Linked DNA regions of Sus scrofa: region 1 is linked to region 2. A link is a contact called in public HiChIP or PLAC-seq data. All regions are on one chromosome and are shown on one strand. Each heading gives the region's core, a stretch centred on a gene start, on an enhancer-like site or on the middle of the called end of the contact. The rest is flanking DNA. Distances are from core to core; before and after follow the strand shown.

The links. HiChIP or PLAC-seq counts read pairs in DNA pulled down with a chosen protein or histone mark.
Region 1: a contact with region 2 is called in an H3K27ac HiChIP or PLAC-seq map of alveolar macrophages. The contact joins the promoter of LMAN1 here to the promoter of PMAIP1 in region 2. A contact is called at or near these places in 1 of 5 promoter capture datasets (liver), 1 of 47 Hi-C or Micro-C datasets (liver) and 1 of 2 datasets of contacts at active chromatin or transcription factors (alveolar macrophages).

What each region holds. Positions count from the first base shown.
Region 1 is chr1:161,605,475-161,608,676 of Sscrofa11.1, reverse strand. LMAN1 (protein ERGIC-53) reads right to left here and starts at 1,555. Exons shown (of 14, transcript XM_021099870.1): 1 at 1,284-1,555. The coding sequence starts at 1,521. LOC106509065 (a long non-coding RNA gene) reads left to right here and starts at 1,661. Exons shown (of 3, transcript XR_001306290.2): 1 at 1,661-2,140.
Region 2 is chr1:161,186,687-161,190,223 of Sscrofa11.1, reverse strand. PMAIP1 (phorbol-12-myristate-13-acetate-induced protein 1) reads left to right here and starts at 2,086. Exons shown (of 2, transcript NM_214147.2): 1 at 2,086-2,326. The coding sequence starts at 2,263.

The sequences.
Region 1 (3,202 bases), core at 306-2,805, 420 kb before region 2:
CTATATAACCTTGATGAGTGGGCATAAAATAAATGTCTGCTGAGTAACAAAGTAACTGCATTTTATTTCAAATACTTAATTCCATGCCTTTTAATGTAATTAATACATTAATTTCAGTGAAATAGCTCTTCCTAAAAGTGTACTTCCTATTCAGCAATTACTTTCTAGAAATGAAACATTTTGTTTCCAGCACTGGATGATCTCAGATGATGTATACAAACCTTATATAAATGATTGCTTTATAACACATAAAGATGGAATTCAAATTGCCACCGATTTGAAGACTTGCCACTTGTTTCAAAGGTTGTATCTGATGGTCACTGAACAGTTTATGGCGTGCCAAGTGCTACCGCTGATTCCTTAGTCAGCAGTGACACATCAGCACTAAAGTACAGATATGTTTTCTTTCACATATGTAAATATCTAGCAAGGCACTTAGCCATCAACAGCGTCTAACAGTGCCAAACACAGAGTGAATAAAACATGGAGTACAGGAGAAATTGAAATAATTTCTCCCCCCAAACTAAAAACAAAACAAAAAATAGCTTTACATATGTTATTCTTAGCCTCGTTCTCAATCAATATTAAAAAAACCCACAAAACAACACTCTTCTACTAAATAAAGCAAGGAGTGTCACTATTAAGTTACATACTGTGTTAATACAAGATAAAAGATCGAAGACCATATCAAGTCACTGAGAAAGGCAAATTTAAGGTACAGTTCCAACAGGGTTAGAAGAATGTCTTCTGAACTAAAGACTACTCTAAAGCCAACACATGCCAACTCTGGAGCCGTCAGGGGGCATCAGGTACAAACTGGAGCATTACCTACCGCTAACCCCGAAGGGAAAAAAGCAGAGGAGGGCCGAGGGGAAGCAGGAAAGAAGGTGGAGGGCTGCTAGACCAGGTCTCAGGTTGGAATGGATAGGAGTGGGGGCGAGGGAAACGTTTTCCCTTGAGACGTGGCGTTAGGGTGAAACGTGATGCCTAGAAGCGGGCTTAGGTGAGCCTTTGGAAGTGTAGGAAGTAACGAAAAACCTCTAGATCAAACGGAAAGCACAGACATCAAAGAAGGGAGGACAGGAGGAAGGTGGGTGGAGAGAATGTGAGGAAGACTTGGGGGGAGATGGAGGGAACTTTGCGGACCAGAGTCGGCCTGCAGGAGGGGCTGCTGAGAAGGGTCCCCTCCACCGCGCGTACGATGTGCAGCGGAGAGAAGGTGAAGAAGAAGAGGCTCAAGGCAGGGAAGGGACCAGATCCCCCCGCCCTCTGCCCCGGCTTACTCCCCGCGTAGGCCCAGAAGGGCACGGTCCCGTCGCTCTGCACCAGGTGCGGTCCCTTGAAGCTGTATTTGTACTCGAAACGGCGATGTGGCTGCGCTGCTGAGGAGCCCGTGGAGCCAGCAGCCGCGGGGTCGCCTCCCACGCCGTCGCCCCCAACGAACCGAAAGAGCGACAGCAGCAAGGCGCAGAACAGCGGCCGAGCTCCAGTCTGGAGACCCCTTTGCCTGGATCTCGCCATCTTGGATTCTGGTAAGCGGACGCTGGCGGGAGGAGGCGGGCGGGAGCTCCGGACGGCCAACAGGGCGCTCGCTGATTGGCGGAGCCCGGGAGACCCCGAGGGCAAAGGTGAGACCCGCCCTCAGCCTTTGCTATCCTGGCGACCTGGGAAAACGGAGTATCTGGGGGCGTGGCCACGTAATAGGGGACCGGGCCCGGGGCGTCAAGGTCCTCGTGCTTCTCTTCTCCTCTCCCAGGGCGGGAAAGGGGCTCCAGCGTTCCCTTGCCATGTGACGTGGAGTAGTGGAGGAGGTGACCCGAAGCCTACCTGCAAGAGCTTTTTCGTATCTCTTAATATACCTTAGAATTCTTGAGCTCTGACAGCTGTGGACACACCACATCAGTCCACCCTGGTCATAATAAACCTAGGCATTCCTTTCGACCTGATACCAATTGTTCAGTAGCTGGTTTTCATTAGGTGGGCTTTGCAGAAGCCAGTCTTTCTAGAAATGAAGCGTAATCTGAACACTAAGAGTCCCAGCCCAATGAGCTACACCAGCTTGTGTTAGGGCATTTCAAACTGGAACCAGCGATCCACAGGGCTGGAGAGACCTAGGATCCTTTTGTTGGTGTTGAATCAGGTATGAATTTATTACTAAACTTTTACCTTTCTCAAAATGTAATTCCAATAGCTTTCCAATTTTTAAAACCATAGCAATAATGATTCAAATGAAACTGATTTTTGTTTAGTTTTGATAAGAGGAATTATGTGCCATGAAGGGAGGAACCAATAGAACCTGGACCCTGGAGATACTGTTGTTACAGATTCTCTTGTGGCTCCCGCGGGTTAAGGCTCTAGCCTTGTCACTTCAGCGGCTGGGGTCACTGCTGTGGCATAGGTTCCATCCCTGACCCTGGAACTTAATCATGCTGTGAAGGTGGCCAAAAAAGAAAAAAAAAAAAATAGTATTGTTCTCTGATTCGACAAGGTTTGCATTTTAAAGAGGATTCTTTTCCTTACCTAGGAAAAATATTGTCAAAGTATTAATGATCATCCAGAGTTTTGTTTTCATAAATGTCTTAATTTTTTAAAAAATCTGAGAATAAGTATGATTTAAATGGTTTATTTCATTAGCTTTTAATGGGGCCATGAGTACCACACTTGCCCTAGGAACTGTATGCCCACATTATTTTAATTATTTTTCATTAACCTCCCAACTTCTCATCTCCAGATTCATGAACCATTACTATTAAATCTCTTTCTGGTTGTCAAATATCAAATCTTTAAGTTATGGCTCTCCACTCTTCATTTTTCAGATGTATCTAAATGAAAGTACACTCCTCATACCACCTCAGCAACAGTAGGAACAAATATTTATTGTCTGTATAGAATATGTGGGTCATTGCCCCAGGCTCTCCAGGGTTTTCAGTCCATAGAATTTAACTATTTTAGGAGTTCCCATCATAGCTCAGTGGTTAACGAATCTGACTAGCATCCATGAGGACGAAGGTTCGATCCCTGGGCTTGCTCAGTGGTTTAAGGATCTGATGTTGCCATGAGCTGTGGTGTAGATTGCAGACACGGCTTGGATCCTGTGTGGCTGTGGCTGTGGCCATGGCATAGGCCAGCAGCCCAGCTCCGATTTGACCCCTAGCCTGGGAATTTCCATGCGCCGAGAGTGTGGCCCCAAAAGCAAAAAAAA
Region 2 (3,537 bases), core at 837-3,336:
TTATGGACCATCTAAAATCTAAAATCTTCACAAGTCCCCCATAAATGTCTGATTTGGGCCCATTTCTGAAGCCCACCCTCCCCTTTTCCTTCCAGCAAGTTGAATTTGCAGTTCCCTAAGTCACAACTTGCCTAAAATTCGTATCTAGTATGGGTCACGTGGCCAACAACCTCTTATAATGATAATGTTAGAGGTCAAGATTGACACACCCTTTGTAGTAAACATGATGTAATGTGTTTTTCTTTTGTTGAATGTCTATACTGCATCTCAGGGTGCAGGAGTTGATGAGAAGTTTACTAATTTATCTAATCAGGGATCCAACGGTGTCAGTCAAAAAGAGCCTTGAGAATTTTGGGGGGCTACCAGGTTCAAGATAAGCTGCATCTCTCTTGGGCTTCCTGTGACATGTGGTGGTTAACTCCTGAATTTTGTGTATTCTTATCCCTGGGTGTTCATCACACTCAAAACCAAATTGTTTAAATTCAAGAGTAGTTTTGTTCCATGCTTATAGCATTGTCTACATTTCTGCAGGACCAAGCCACAAATAAAAACCTGCAGGTTTGTGTTGATTGAGTGACTTAAGGTAAACAAACAAGTTCAAATGCCTACTGGGGCCAGATCAAGTAAATGAGAAAAACAAACAGCAGGGAGCGTGGCCAACCTGAGTGACCCCGCCCAATGTCTCTCTACGGGGAATGGCAGCCTCCAGCCCGCTCTGCTCTTTAGGAAAACGGATCCTGCGTTGTCAGGAACTAATGATTTCCTAAAGGAAGCCAGAAATCTGGACTTTTAATGTAATCTCTCCATTTTTAAATGTTGGAAAACCAATTCGAATTTTCACAAGACATCTGGTAGACCAATACGGAGAACCAAACCAAGCACTTCTAGAAAGTCATGGAGCTCTAAGCAACCAATTTACAGCCTCTGCATTATTCAGGGCAGATAATAAAAGAACACTCTTTTTCTAAAACACTGATTCCTGGTAAGGCGGCAGTGGGTAAGAGGGCTTGCTCGGTATGGGCCTGCCAGGGTTCAGATTCTGCCACTGATCTCTGCCTGTGTGAGCTGAGGCAACTCGATCTCTGCAAATTTCAGCTTTTGAACCACACGATCTAAAGTGGCCACACGATGCTAAGAATGCCAGCTTGGTAGGGTAGTTCTGAGGACAGAATAGGAAATGCCTGCGGAATCCCTTAGCATGAAGGGGTCCTCAATACCTATGACCATTCCAAATGACTCCTCCTTTTTACAAAAACAAAAGTATTCAAGTGCCAGCCAAACATCGTGCAAATAACTTCCTATTCCCAGATTCCTCATTCTTTCCTCCACCAAAGCATTGAAAGTTTTCTACACGATGACCTACTCTTTTTTTGTGTTACTAAACATCTACAATGGTCAGGAGACCCATGGGGAATAAACGCTCTACTTTTTCAACCCAGCCGTGAATTAGTTAGCCCCCTCCCTCATTCACATTCCCTCCCCCTCCCAAATCTAAAGTGTTTGCTCGCGTGCTCCGAGTTTTCAATTTGCAACAATTTCCCAATAGTTTCAGTTTCAATCTGGTACTTTTCTCACTTGGCTTCTGGTACCATCTCTATGGTTATTAAAGTTTTCTTCATTTCACGTCCCAGAAACTTCCTAAGTTCTCGGAGTTTGAAAACTGTCCTCTTCTAAACTCTTTTCGGGGTTTGTTTACAGACGTCGCTAATTGCCCATTTCTGATAAGGACGAAGCTCCAGGATTCCCCATCCCCAACCTTCTGCTAGGAGAACCTTTCTCCGCTCGCGACTCCTACACCCCGACAAGTCTGCAGCTGACTCGTTTGTCAAGGAAGTAATTTCCAGGCTGGGCCTTGCCTCTCCCGCCAAGCTCCCGGCGCCCCCCGCCGCGGATCGGCGCCGCCGCAGGTCGCCAGCGGGTCCCGGCGGGTCGCGCTGCACCGCGCGCTGCGCTGGGCCAGTTACTCGCTCCCCCCGCCCCTTTGCGCGCTGGTCCGAGGGGGCGGGGACAGGGGCGGGCCCGGCGTCAAGTTTCTCTACGTCACTGGGAAGTCCCCATTAGGTCGGAGCGCGGGCAGCGGCGGGAGCGCCAACCTCAGAGGCTTTTGGGCGTTCAGGGTGTTGCTTTTCTAGCTCTCTCCCGCTTGCTCGCTTCTGCCCGACCGCCCCGCGCGCAGCCTGCTACCTGCAGAGCCAAGGTGCTCGGGTCCGGGGACTGAGTTCTCGGAGTTTTGCGGCAAAGTTCCGGCTGCTGTTTGCGGAGATGCCTGGAAGGAGGTCTCGTAGGAACACTCAGACGAACCCTACGCGGGTGGCCCTCCCGCCAGGTAGAGAGCAGCTGGGGCCCGCGGAGATCCTGACCCGGGGCGGAGGCTGGGGTCGAGGTCTCGGTCCGGGCGGAGTCACCCCATGTGCGCCGGGCCTCAAGGTCAGGCCGGCGCTGTGCCCTTGCACATGTTTTAGGGGCGCCGGCAGGAAGTTCTTTAGGGGTTTAACCGCGGACCGTGGATATGACCAGGGAGGGAGTCCGGCTTAGGGTTGGGATGCAGCAGCATTTCAGAGGATGCTGAGATCAGCTTTCCCATCCCCACTTGTTCTGCCCCTGGGCCATGGGAAGAAAAAGAGCAAGTACGGGCGCCAGCCACGCGGAGAAAGTCATTGCCATGGCGGGTGGGGCCGAGAGAGGCTCCAGGAGCTTCCTGGCCTCCCAGCGTTTTCTGAGGGAGGCCCTCTCCCTCCCGTATTCTGGATCTTTTGAGCCTTACCCCCCTACCCCAGGCAGTAATAATGCTTGATACTATCACAGGCCTTCCACAAAAAACTGACGGAGGGGTTGGAGGTCCCACAAGGACTGGTGAAATCAGGATAATAGAAAGTTTTTCTTCTTTGTTAGAAGTGTAACATTTTAACAATCGATATTAGCTGCAGAAATGGGGTAGGAGAACAGGAGTTGGTCCGCAATGTTTTTCAATCCACCCGTTCCTCTGCCCTTCCCCATCCGTGTACCTCATCAAATAATTTAAGGTCGGTTTCCTTATAAATCTTATCAAATGGAGCAGCCATCTGCTCCTAAGGAGCAGTTGCAAAGAAGGCAAATAAGTCTCTGAGCTGGAAATCTGTGTGGGTCATACTGCTGTTACATCAGATGGTAATAGGCCGTTTTATACTTAGTTTAACTTTTTAGAGCCCATGGACCGCTCAAAGGAAGTGGTGCATTGCCCGTGTGGTCATGGCAAAGCTGGCACCAGGCTGCTCTCTTGACTCTTGCTTGGGAGGGAAGAAACTTTGCCCGTCTTTTGTGCTGGCCCAGAAATCTGGCCATGTTTCAAAAAATTTCCCATCATCTTCAAGAGCCGACTTACTCCCTATTAATAAGAGACAGCAGAAAGGTCCCTCTTAAACTTGGTTAGACAGTAATACAGTAAAAACAACAAAAAAACAAACAAAACCAAAATTAAGGTATAAGTGACATGTAACATTGTATTAGTTTTAGATGTACACCATGATTTGATATATGTGTGTACTATGACATGATTAC